Linked DNA regions of Sus scrofa: all the other regions are linked to region 2. A link is a contact called in public Hi-C and promoter capture Hi-C data. All regions are on one chromosome and are shown on one strand. The core of a region is the stretch at or near the end of the contact, and the rest is flanking DNA. Distances in the headings are between cores, read along the strand shown.

Region 1 (3,240 bases), core at 127-2,626, 250 kb before region 2:
GTAGCACAAGTGGCACCAGGATCCTGCAGGCACCCGAGCTGAGTGATAAGGGGCAGCAGGATAATGATGTTGTGTGTTGTGGAGCTGAGATAACTCGAGGACTTCGAGCCTCATATAATACAGGAATTTTTCACTTTGGCAGCTTCGTAAACAAGATATCAAGAAGCCCTTGTTTAAATTAAAGCCATAAAAACACACCCAGGGTAGAGGCATAGAAGTGGGAAAGACTGAGCCCCCAGCTAAAGCCTCACCAGGAAGCAGGACCAGAGGTTCAGGAGGTGGATATATGTCAAGTGGGCCTTGTGTCCACACTGACTGGAAGGCAGAGGACCCGAGGGCAGGAGCAGAGGGGTACAGAGGTTAGTGTCTGGAGACTCTGGGTTCCAGTGTGGCAGCTTCTGTCAGCATGAAAGGCCCTGCTCAGCAGGAACCAAGTCCAAAGATGTGAGTAGGCTGGAAGGTGTTTAGGCCAGCACATGCCAAGGGGGAATGTCCCCTCTGCTGCAATCAACCGTGCTGCCAGAGGCCAGGGGCTGGCAAGAAAGTCTTTCATTTTGTCAAGAGAGGCTCAGAACTCAGATTTTTATATGAAATTTCGATTGCTAAATGTTGTCAATTTGTTTAAATATTTCACAAAAACATTGCACTAGCCACATCAAACTTATCTGTTCAGCCAACAGGCTGCCAGGTGTGACCTCTGTCAAAAAAAAAAGTCTTAGTTTGTACATGTATTTATCCACTGTCTGGGGTCTGAAGTGAAGAACAGCTGAGCAGAGCAGTTGCTGGATGGGCACGAGGACAGCAGGGACAGGAGCAGAGGGGGAGGCTGTAGCCCCAGGACTCCCCTCCGGCCACGACAGTCTGAGCTGGGCAGCTCTGTGTCCCCTCTCCGACAGCTCAGACTGCCAGGAAAAGCCCCCTCGGGGCCTTGGGGAACTCAGTGAGATGCTAATATTGGGTCCTGGTGCCTGGTCCAGGGACAGCTTCAGCCGAGCCTCCGGCCCTCGAAGGCTGCACTGAAATGGAGGCTCAGCTTCAGGAGTGCAGAGATGCTGGGCTCTCACTTTCTGGAGCGTCAGAGCAATCCCCAAGCTCCTGTCTCAGACTGCTCAGAAACGGACAGTTCATAAATTAGATCTTTAATCATTTAATAACCTGCAGGGATAGTTTATGAGGGTGTCGGCACTGATGGCAGTGTACACAAGTTATATTTACTTTGTTTTTTAAAAAATCCACCCCGGATTCCAGCAAAAATGCTAAGGTTGTCCCTTGAACAGCACAAAGCCATGTGTGTCCTGGCAGCTGGTGTGTCCTCTGCTAATCAGAGAGAAAGCCTAAGAGGCTGAGAAGAGGCCTGACTCCTGGCTGACCCTCCACACTTTGCAGCACAGAGTACATCCACGAAGCTGGGACAGCTGCTCTGGGTTGAATGGAGGTGGCAGGGGTGCACTTTCTCGAGCCAAGTCCCAGCTCTGCAGCTTATTTTGTGACCATCAGTTTTGAACCCTGGTTCCTAAAAGCTGCTCGTAAGGACCCCAGCGGGTGTCTGTGAATAGCAGTGGGAAGGGATGGTGCCACCCCCTCCCTGAATCATCATTACCATCTCTCGACAGTCTTGAAAGGAGGGAGCACATCTTGCTGGGGTACCTGAAGGGTCACTCAGCCACAAAGCACTGCGGGTATGCGGGCAGCCCAGGCAGCACACAGGGCTCCAGTGCCCACAGCCAGGGTGGGGAGGGAGCAATGTCTCCTAGCTTTTGCTTCTGCTCCTGGTCAACAACTGCCTTGGCTTCAACCTAGCACCCACCCGAGAGCAAGAGACAGTGATCTGGCGACAAGGCCTTAGCCATGGACACTGTCTACCAAGGAACGCCCCCCCACCCAGCTAATACTCTGATCACTAACTGCATCGGTGTCCCACCCCTGCTGGTAAAGGGGAGAGCCTGGCTCCAGGCACCATCAACACTCCTAGGTGCTGAGCGATAAGCCACGCCAGCAGGGCCAGGCAGGCAGGCCACAGGAAGGCAGGGGGGGCTGCTCGGGAAGACCCAGGAGAGGCCCCCTGACCTCCAAAAAGGGAAGCTTGCTGACCAATTACTAGAGGGACTCCACCCACAGCTGAGGTATTTCTAGCAGGGAGGAGGCTGGTAGCAAAGAAACCAAGACTACGGGCTTTAGGGTCAGATGGCCTGGATTCCAGTTATCAGTCCTGCCACTGTTGAGCTGTATGAACCTGGGCAAGTAAACCAGCCTATGTCTCGGGGTCCTATAGAAGAGCAATGATAATAGTTTTCTCCGACTTGTGGTGTCAGGGACCAAATGACTCAGTACAATGTCCAACCAGGAGAGCCTATACTCCTGAGAAAGTCAGACAGAGCTCACCAAGATGTCAGTGCAGCCCTGGGCCACCTTGCCTCAGCCACATGCTGAACTCACCTACGTCCCCCAACAAAACAGTGCTGGGGTGAGGGTGGGCAGAGCAGATGGCTGGGCTCAGCAGGGTACAACCTGGCTTTGTGTCTTAGACTCAGTGACTCAGCAATTAAAATGGCAAATAACTGGCTGGAAGCACCAGAAGGGGACTGGGGATTCCCAGGGTGCTGAGGCACTGTGTGGCACAGTTGCTGCTCCATCTCCAGATCAAGCAAGAGGTGAGTGTGCAGGGAGAATTGGGACTGTGCCCCTTGGGATAAGGCCAATCTCAGGCATCCCTGTCATCTCCCACTGTGAAGCCCAACCCAAGTTGAACTCATGCAGAACTGAGCATGCACTATGCCGGGCACTGAGCTAAGTGCTGTGTGCCTCCTTCACGTCTCTTACTGTAAGGTTAGTTTTATGCCTTCCATTCCACCTGCCCTCTACGCCTATGAGGCTGCTTCACTACACCCCTAGGGCTTCAGCAGCAGCCCCAGGAAACCCTCCACTGTGACCCTGTCACAGCAGATGGGCTTTGCCAGGATTCAGGTTCTGTACCTTCCAGAGCTGACCTGCCATGGGTTCCAGTGGACCAGAATGCCTGGCTTTGCCCCTGGGCAGAAAAGGCTGTGGACAGGCTCTGGGCTGGAGGCTATCACAATCTGATATTCTAATGCCTCTTTCCTAAAGCTGGTGGTCTCCCTAATAGCTGTCATCAAGTTGATTTTCTCACTGTCCATTTCCTGTTTACCAGAAGGGACAGAATAGAAGCGAGAACAGCCAAGACCATAGGCACTTCAAGCCCAGCCATTGCTCAGATGGGGG
Region 2 (3,470 bases), core at 503-3,002:
CACCCCCACCCCCTGCCCCTGGGTACACGGAGAGGGGGCCTCCAGGGCCTCCAGCAGCTGAAGGGTGCAGTGGCGTCTTGGAGAAGGGGTTGACGGTCCAGGGGTTGTGATGGTGTGCTGCAGCAGCCGAGAGGGCTGCTTTACCCCCATCCAGCCAGGGCAGCCCTGGGCTGTGCAACAAGTGTGGGCGGCACATCTGGCCTCCGGTCAGGCGGGCTGCGGGGGGCAGGGAGAGGGGTCAGGGTGTGTGCAGGCTGGGCCCAGCCCGACCCAGCTACCCAGGGCCACAACTCACAACAACCAAGTAACCCCCTCCCAAAGAAAACCAGAAACACAACACCCCAACCGGCAATAATCAGGAATGTCAGTCCAGAGCTGAAGGACAAGTGGCACAGAAGGACCCCCCTGGACAAGGCCTGGAGGGGACTTCAATAGGCCAGCTGGAAATGGGCAGAAACCTTACGGAGCCCAGACCCTCCCAAGAGGCCGATGCCCTCTCCTTTCCCGCCTTGATTTCTCAGCTCCTCCAATTCCTGCAGATCCCACATCCGGGAAGTAGGCAGCCGGGCCCTCCTCCCCACTCGCTCCGGGAGCGAGAGCGCAGCGCCTGGGCTCCTAGTCACCCAGGGGCCCTGGGCTCACCGTGAGCGGGGCTGTAGGAGACACGCGCCCGCGCGTGGGCCGGGTTGGCGTAGTAGGGGTTGCCCTGCGAGTCGAGGTGGTTGAAGAAGACGTCCACCTCGTCGGGAGGCAGCAGCTGCGCGGGCTCCATGTAGTTGTGCGCCAGGCCCGGGTGGTGCGAGTCGGGGTGCTGCGCATTCAGCACGGCGGGGTGCGCCATCCAGCGCGGCTGCTCGGGCGCCACCTCCATGGCCGGCGGCGGAGGATCGGGATCTGGGCGGAGGCGGTGGCAGCGTCCCTGCGCGATGAAAGGGGCGTGAGGGGCGCCACCACGGCCCAACACCCCTAAAGTCCCGCCACGCGGCGTCGTGAGCGCGGCTGAGCCTCAGCCACGGACCAGTCCTGGGTGGGAGGAAAGCCCAAAGCTCAAAACGAAAGGAGGACAGGGGAACCGGTTGAGCCACGCACACATGGTGACCCGGCTCCCAGAACCACACACTTGTGCGCACGGGGTCACACGCAGGAACAAGCACTGACACCAGTGACCCAAACAAACGCACATAGAGTAGCACTTTACTCAGACACGCCGCCACCACCATCCGCTCCGTCCCTGTACATAAACAGGCTAGAAGTTGAAGGCAGGCACCCACGCACCCATGAGTGGCACAAGATGCCAGCAACACGCGCAGAGCTACACTTGGCGCCGATACACAGACTGACCTCGCCCCTCCCCCCAAAAAACGCACGCAGCCCCACCAGCCAAGAGAGAGCCACCCCGCGCAATCCCCGGCAACACAATCGGGACCTCTCACCCAGGCACACCAAAGCAGTCACCCTCAGCCGCCCCGGCCCAGGCCCCCGTAATGACCTCTCAGGACCCCGGCGCGCCCAGGCCACCGGCCAGCTCTCGAACCCCAAACTTACGCAGCGGCAGCGCCGCAGGGAGGGGGGCGCGGCCTCAGAGCCGGCAGCACCTACGGGAGCCGGGTGGGGGGGACTGAGGGCTCAGGGACAGTGCGTCGGGCGGCTGGCGGGGCTCACAGGGTGTGAGCTAGGGGCAGCACGCGCCTCGGCCTCAGGCCCGCCCGGCTCCGGCCCCTCGGCATCCTCCGGCCGCCCTGGCGCCAGCTCGCGACTCCTGCACAGACATGAAGCGGGGGCCGCTCACGCCTAAGAAGCCGGCGCCAGCCAATCAGCGCCGCGCGCCGCCCAGCCTCCGCCCCCCATTGGCTGAGCCCGCAACTCCCGGTCCGCCGGACTCCAGGACTGACCCGCGAGCCTGCCCCCCTGCGCCTGCCGGCCCCCTCCCCGCGCCCTCCGGGCGGCCCCTACTGCCGACGCGCTCCCCTCCGGGACCAGCACCCCGCAGGCCAACCGCTGTTCCCCCTCTTGCGGACACTCCTGGTTCCTCTAACCTCTGGACTCTCTTCCCAGTAACTAACCTCTTACTGGACCTCCTCCCCGGGAGCCTAGGCTGCGCACCCTCTGGGTGTTTGAAGTCCTCTCCCCAGAACCCCAGACCGCCCACTCTCTCGGATCCCACCTCCTTTACCACTGAACGTGGCCACGGGAGTCCAACTACCTACCCGGACTGTTCCCTCCGCCAACTCGGGCGCTAGCCGGGTGAGGGACTGGGTGGATAGCTGCAGGACAACAGGGGCGGTGAGGGGCAGAAATTACAGAGCCTCCGTGGGCACCTGGGCCTCGAACCAGAGGCCATTTAGGACTGCTTGACCTGGTGGAGGTGGCCTGGCTGGCGACTCTTGAGAGGGGGAGGGGGCGTCCCCTTCCCGGGCGTGGCCTTTCGCAGACCAACGGGCCGAACTGCCTGGGGCGAGGCCGTGGAGACCCGGACTGGCGCCAGCGCCGGCTCGAAGGAGACGCCTCCGGGCAGGAGGAGGCTTTTTTTTTTTTTTTTTCCCCTCTCCTCTTGGGGTGGGGGGAGTCCTTAAGGCGGCCCCCGGAGAGATGGAGATGGTGGTCTGAGAACTCCATTCCCTAAGTCACCTGGAACTGCTCTCCACAAGCTCCAGCCCAGAGATCCAGCTCTGGGTGAAGTGGGCCGGCTGCACTAATCTCTTTGCTCTCTCCCATTGTACAGACGGAGGACACCGAGGCTCGAAGGGAGCCTGTAGCCCAGGAGGGGTGTTAGAAACAAAGAAATTTGGGGGCACTGAGACAGGTGCGGGGGTGGGGCGGTAACAGGGAGTAATCGACATCCTCCAGCCCTCTCCCCTCGGGTCCACTGCTCTCGGGATAGAAGCCCAGAGGGATCCTGGATGGGTCCGAAGCAGGAGGAAGGGCAGGGGTCCTGGCCACCCCAGGGACGGTGGGGGGAGGGGCAGCAGGATTGACAGTCGGTAATTGGGTAACTGGAGGCGGCTTCTCCGGCCGGGCAGCCCCGCCACCGCGACGCCGGGCCCCTGACGTCACCCGATTCGCCAGGAAATGAACTTTTTAATAATCCGAGGAGGGAGGAAAGCCCTCGGTCCCCTCAGCTCGGGGGGCACCCGGCCAGGCCCAGCTCCGCCTGCGCGCCCCGGTCACCCTCTCCCAAGGCCAGCTCTGGGCAGTGGCCGGGGTTGGGGGCCTCCTCCTGCCTCTGCGACCGGCTATCTGTTCGTCTGTCTGAGGCCCCGGCTCAGGTAAAGGCGCGGGGCCGGGGACGCAGAGCCCCAGCCAGCTGGGAACCGCGGGTCTCCGGCCCTTGGGGACCCGTTTGCCCTGGCCGCCCGCTGCGCCTCCCACCACGCTCCACTCCAGGGCGCGCGGGGCCCGGGTTTCTCGGAACTCCGCTCCGTGGGAGAAGAGGCCGGGCGCCTGCCCGGTAAGGCGCAGCGGGGCCGGGA
Region 3 (3,417 bases), core at 416-2,915, 210 kb before region 2:
CTGGAGGAGAGTGTGATGGCTCTGAGGAGAGTTGAGGAGTCTTACAGAAGAGGAAGGAGGGACCGCTGACCATGGTAGACTTCACAGAGCTTGTAGAACACTGTTCTGTCCATATATAGCTGGAAGGAACAGGGCATGAGGTGGGCCCAGGGCATGGCTCCCACCCTGCAGCTGATGGGACATCTGTATCTGTTCAGTGCTAGGAGTGCCACAGAGCACACGGGCTGCCAGGGTGACAACCTAATCCAAGGTTAGTAGAGGATGTGTGGAGGAAGGTACATAGTTAACACAATCACTGGCAAGGTAGATACCCTCAGAGAAAAGAGAAATTTCCATTTCACTCCTAAAAGAATCTTTAAAGCCAAAACTCAAATCAAAGAGCAAAGTATAATAACTTCCTCTGGGAAAATTTATAATTAATCCTGGATTAATTGGCCTTAATGAAGTTGAATTAATTACTAGCTGTTTGTAAAGAACTTTGAACTACTTTAGTACAAAATGGCATTAAAGAAACAGAAAGGAACATTAAGTACAAATCCCAAATAATCATAGTTCTGCAGGCAGTTCCCTGTCAATCATTTCTCAGTGCCTGGGGTCCAGGTTTACAATCCAGGCTGCGACCCAGGAGTCTGCTGCAGAGGAGAGTGTCTTTGTGGGCTGGAGGTTCAGGGGTGGGTCCACTCAAGAAACAGTTATGGAGCCTTTGCATGTACCAGGCTGAGGGCAAGCAAAGACATGTAAGGGGTCCTCAGTGGGCTAGGACGGGTAGAGTGCCAGAGCACCAGCCTGATCTAAAGCAAACTTGCCTCACTGGGATAGAAGCCAGGATAGAGACAAAGGACACAGGAGGGGCTTGATGTGACCTGCATTTTGCTGGCAAAAGTGCCCCAGTTCCTACAGGGCATTCCCCTGCAACCTTGGAGTGAGCTTATGACTCACACCTGCCCAGCCAGGCTCTCTATTTCTCTGCTTGGTGCAGGGGCACAGCCAACCCCAACTACAGTCTTCATCTGGCTGAGTTTCAGACAACCCAGAGTTGCCATCTCCTTGGCACTTGTGGAGACAGGGCTGGACTCAACGGGAGGCTCATGCCCAGGTTGCTGCTGGGGTAGGACCTGGCTTGGAGCCAGCGGCTATGGGAGGTGGAGGCAGGAAGACCCACCTGGTGTTAAAGCCCCAGCCCTGCTGCTGGCCAGCGCTTAGGTATAAGTCAGGGCAGGTAGACAGCCCCAAGTCTCATGGCTCAACAAAGCATGTGTTCCTCAGATTTCATATGGAAACGCTCTCTCCTCTCGGAAATCGAGAAGATGAGGCAATGTTCAGCTCGCATTCTCGCCCACTTTCCCTTGGCTGAAGCTGAGCAGGGGCTCCCGGGTCTACACAGGACATAGCCTGCTGACGCCTCTCCTGTGAGGCACCTGCCTGGCCAGTGCAAGCATTTAAAGCTGTGATCCCTGTTGCTGACGGGGAGACACTTTTTATGGATAACACTTGAAAAGCGTGAGATTCGTGGGCTCTCCCCCGCGCGCACGCACCTTACACACGGCCTGGAGCTGTGCGGGACGCCATTGACCCGGGTGCGTGTTGCCGCGTCGGGAAAACAGCCGTCCTTTCCCGGCGGCCCTCCCCAGTTTTTTCCACGCGGGCTCTTCTGAGCCGCGCGCCTCAGCTTCGCCACCAGCCGCCTCCCCGGCTCCAGTCCTGCCGCCTGGGCTCTACTTTCCCGGGGGCTTCTCGTGCGAGCAGCGGTCGGTTCGGCTTTCGGTCCCTGTTTGTCGCCCCCCACCCCCGCCCACGTGGTGCGGGGAGAGCGCCGTCCCCGCGAGGCCCTGAGAATGAACGAGTGGAAGTGAGACCGCGGAGACTGAGCGAGAGGCGGACGGCGCCTCAAGCTCTGGGCTCCCCGGCTTCGGGCGGCGGACGGCGGGCGGAAGCTTCGGCGCCGGAACATACGAGCGGGGCGCGGGCGGCGGGGGTCGGCTTAGCTGGCGGACCGCGGCGGCGGCATGGCGGGCCGGCGGGTGAACGTGAACGTGGGCGTCCTGGGCCACATTGACAGCGGCAAGACCGCGCTGGCGCGAGCGCTCAGCACAACAGCCTCCACCGCGGCCTTCGACAAGCAGCCGCAGAGCCGCGAGCGCGGCATCACGCTCGACCTGGGCTTCTCGTGCTTCTCGGTGCCACTGCCCGAGCGCCTGAGGCCGGCGCCGCCGGGGACCGAGCCCGAGTCCGGGGCCGAGCTGCAGATCACGCTGGTCGACTGCCCCGGGCACGCCTCCCTCATCCGGACCATCATCGGCGGTGAGCACAGACGGCGGGGGCGCCTTGCCGGGCGGGGGGCGCGGCGCGGGAGCCCCTCGCACCACCCCAGCAGGAGGGGCCTCTCTAGAAACAGCGAAAGTGTTTCGTTTGTACCACATGTGTTTGTAATACACGCACGAGTTAGGGCAACTCAGGACCACAGAAAGTGCCCAGAAGGTCTCCATTCACTGCCCCCAGTCTCCTGCTTTCCCGGTCTGGGTGCCAGTCTTAGGGACTCCGTGTGAAGACAGGCAGGCCCGTGTATAAGTCAACCCCTCCTCTTGTTCTTATTTATTTTTTTTAACAGAATAGTTAACACCACTTACACTGTTTCACTCAATACTCGGGGTATCTTATCTGTACATATAAAGAGACATCATTCTTTTTAAAGGTCACATGAATTTCCATTGTACACTTGTACCATCTTTTTCTTAATCTTTTAAAAATTTTTTTATTTTTTCCATTATAACTGGTTTACAGTGTTCTGTCAATTTTCTACTGTACGCAAGGTGACCCAGTTACACATACATGTATACATTCTTTTTTCTCACATTATCGTGCTCCATCGTAAGTGACTAGATAGAGTTCCGAGTGCTATACATCAGGATCTCTTTGCTCTTAATCTCTTCATGATGGGCATTTATGTCATTTCCTGTTTCTGGTAAGAAAGCTTCAGCAAGTTTTCTAGAACAAATGTCTCTGGTGGGTGTGCTTATGTGTCTGGAAGGATAGCTCCTGCAGCTGAGATGCTGGGGGGGGGGTGCCTTCTGAGATGTATCATTTAGTTAATTTAAAATATACTGGTGGTACATGAATAAATTCTACTTGTGAAGAAAGAACATTACAAACCAGGTAAGGGTCCTCAGTTACTCCTCCCATCTCTCCAAAAGCAGCCACTAGTATACCTTTGTGGATTACTTTGTGGACAGAGCTTTAAAACTTGTTTTGTTTACTAAAAAATGGTAGAATAACAGAAGCACATGGCAGTAAGAGAGTATAGGTCAGAGACTTTAACTCCTCACCGCCACCCCAGGAACCAAGTACCTCCCTGCTTTCCATTTCCTTCTGTTTCTTCCAGCAGTGTTCTCTGCACCTTCAGGCTCCTGTGGGATGTGT

Evidence for each region. Promoter capture Hi-C pulls out the DNA fragments that hold promoters and counts their contacts. A called contact is a pair of places that touch in the nucleus more often than the background predicts.
Region 1: a contact with region 2 is called in a Hi-C map of fetal liver, with 1.5 times the contacts expected there. The contact joins the enhancer-like site here to the promoter of GATA2 in region 2. A contact is called at or near these places in 2 of 5 promoter capture datasets (fetal liver and liver) and 11 of 47 Hi-C or Micro-C datasets (alveolar macrophages, blood, embryonic fibroblasts and 7 more).
Region 3: a promoter capture Hi-C map of fetal liver shows a contact between it and region 2, with 2.7 times the contacts expected there. The contact joins the promoter of RUVBL1 here to the promoter of GATA2 in region 2. A contact is called at or near these places in 1 of 5 promoter capture datasets (fetal liver), 11 of 47 Hi-C or Micro-C datasets (brain, embryonic fibroblasts, epiblast stem cells and 7 more) and 2 of 2 datasets of contacts at active chromatin or transcription factors (alveolar macrophages and skeletal muscle).

Annotation. Positions count from the first base shown.
Region 1 is chr13:72,241,102-72,244,341 of Sscrofa11.1, reverse strand. All of the region lies in intron 9 of RUVBL1 (ruvB-like 1), which reads right to left. Among named protein-coding and RNA genes, the nearest start is that of SEC61A1, 27 kb to the left of the region's middle. Within about 2 kb of position 1,376, at least 9 of the 83 cell types and tissues checked have an H3K27ac peak or open chromatin away from gene starts, as enhancers often do. A contact at or near this core is called in fetal liver, where this site is marked.
Region 2 is chr13:71,987,622-71,991,091 of Sscrofa11.1, reverse strand. GATA2 (GATA binding protein 2) reads right to left here and starts at 1,752. Exons shown (of 6, transcript NM_213879.1): 1 at 1,546-1,752; 2 at 643-919; 3 at 1-216. The coding sequence starts at 871. It overlaps LOC102160340 (a long non-coding RNA gene), which reads left to right and starts at 2,541. Exons shown (of 3, transcript XR_306929.3): 1 at 2,541-3,470.
Region 3 is chr13:72,194,467-72,197,883 of Sscrofa11.1, reverse strand. It overlaps RUVBL1 (ruvB-like 1), which reads right to left and starts at 1,665. Exons shown (of 11, transcript XM_021069443.1): 1 at 1,536-1,665. It overlaps EEFSEC (selenocysteine-specific elongation factor), which reads left to right and starts at 1,539. Exons shown (of 7, transcript XM_021069440.1): 1 at 1,539-2,301. The coding sequence starts at 2,007.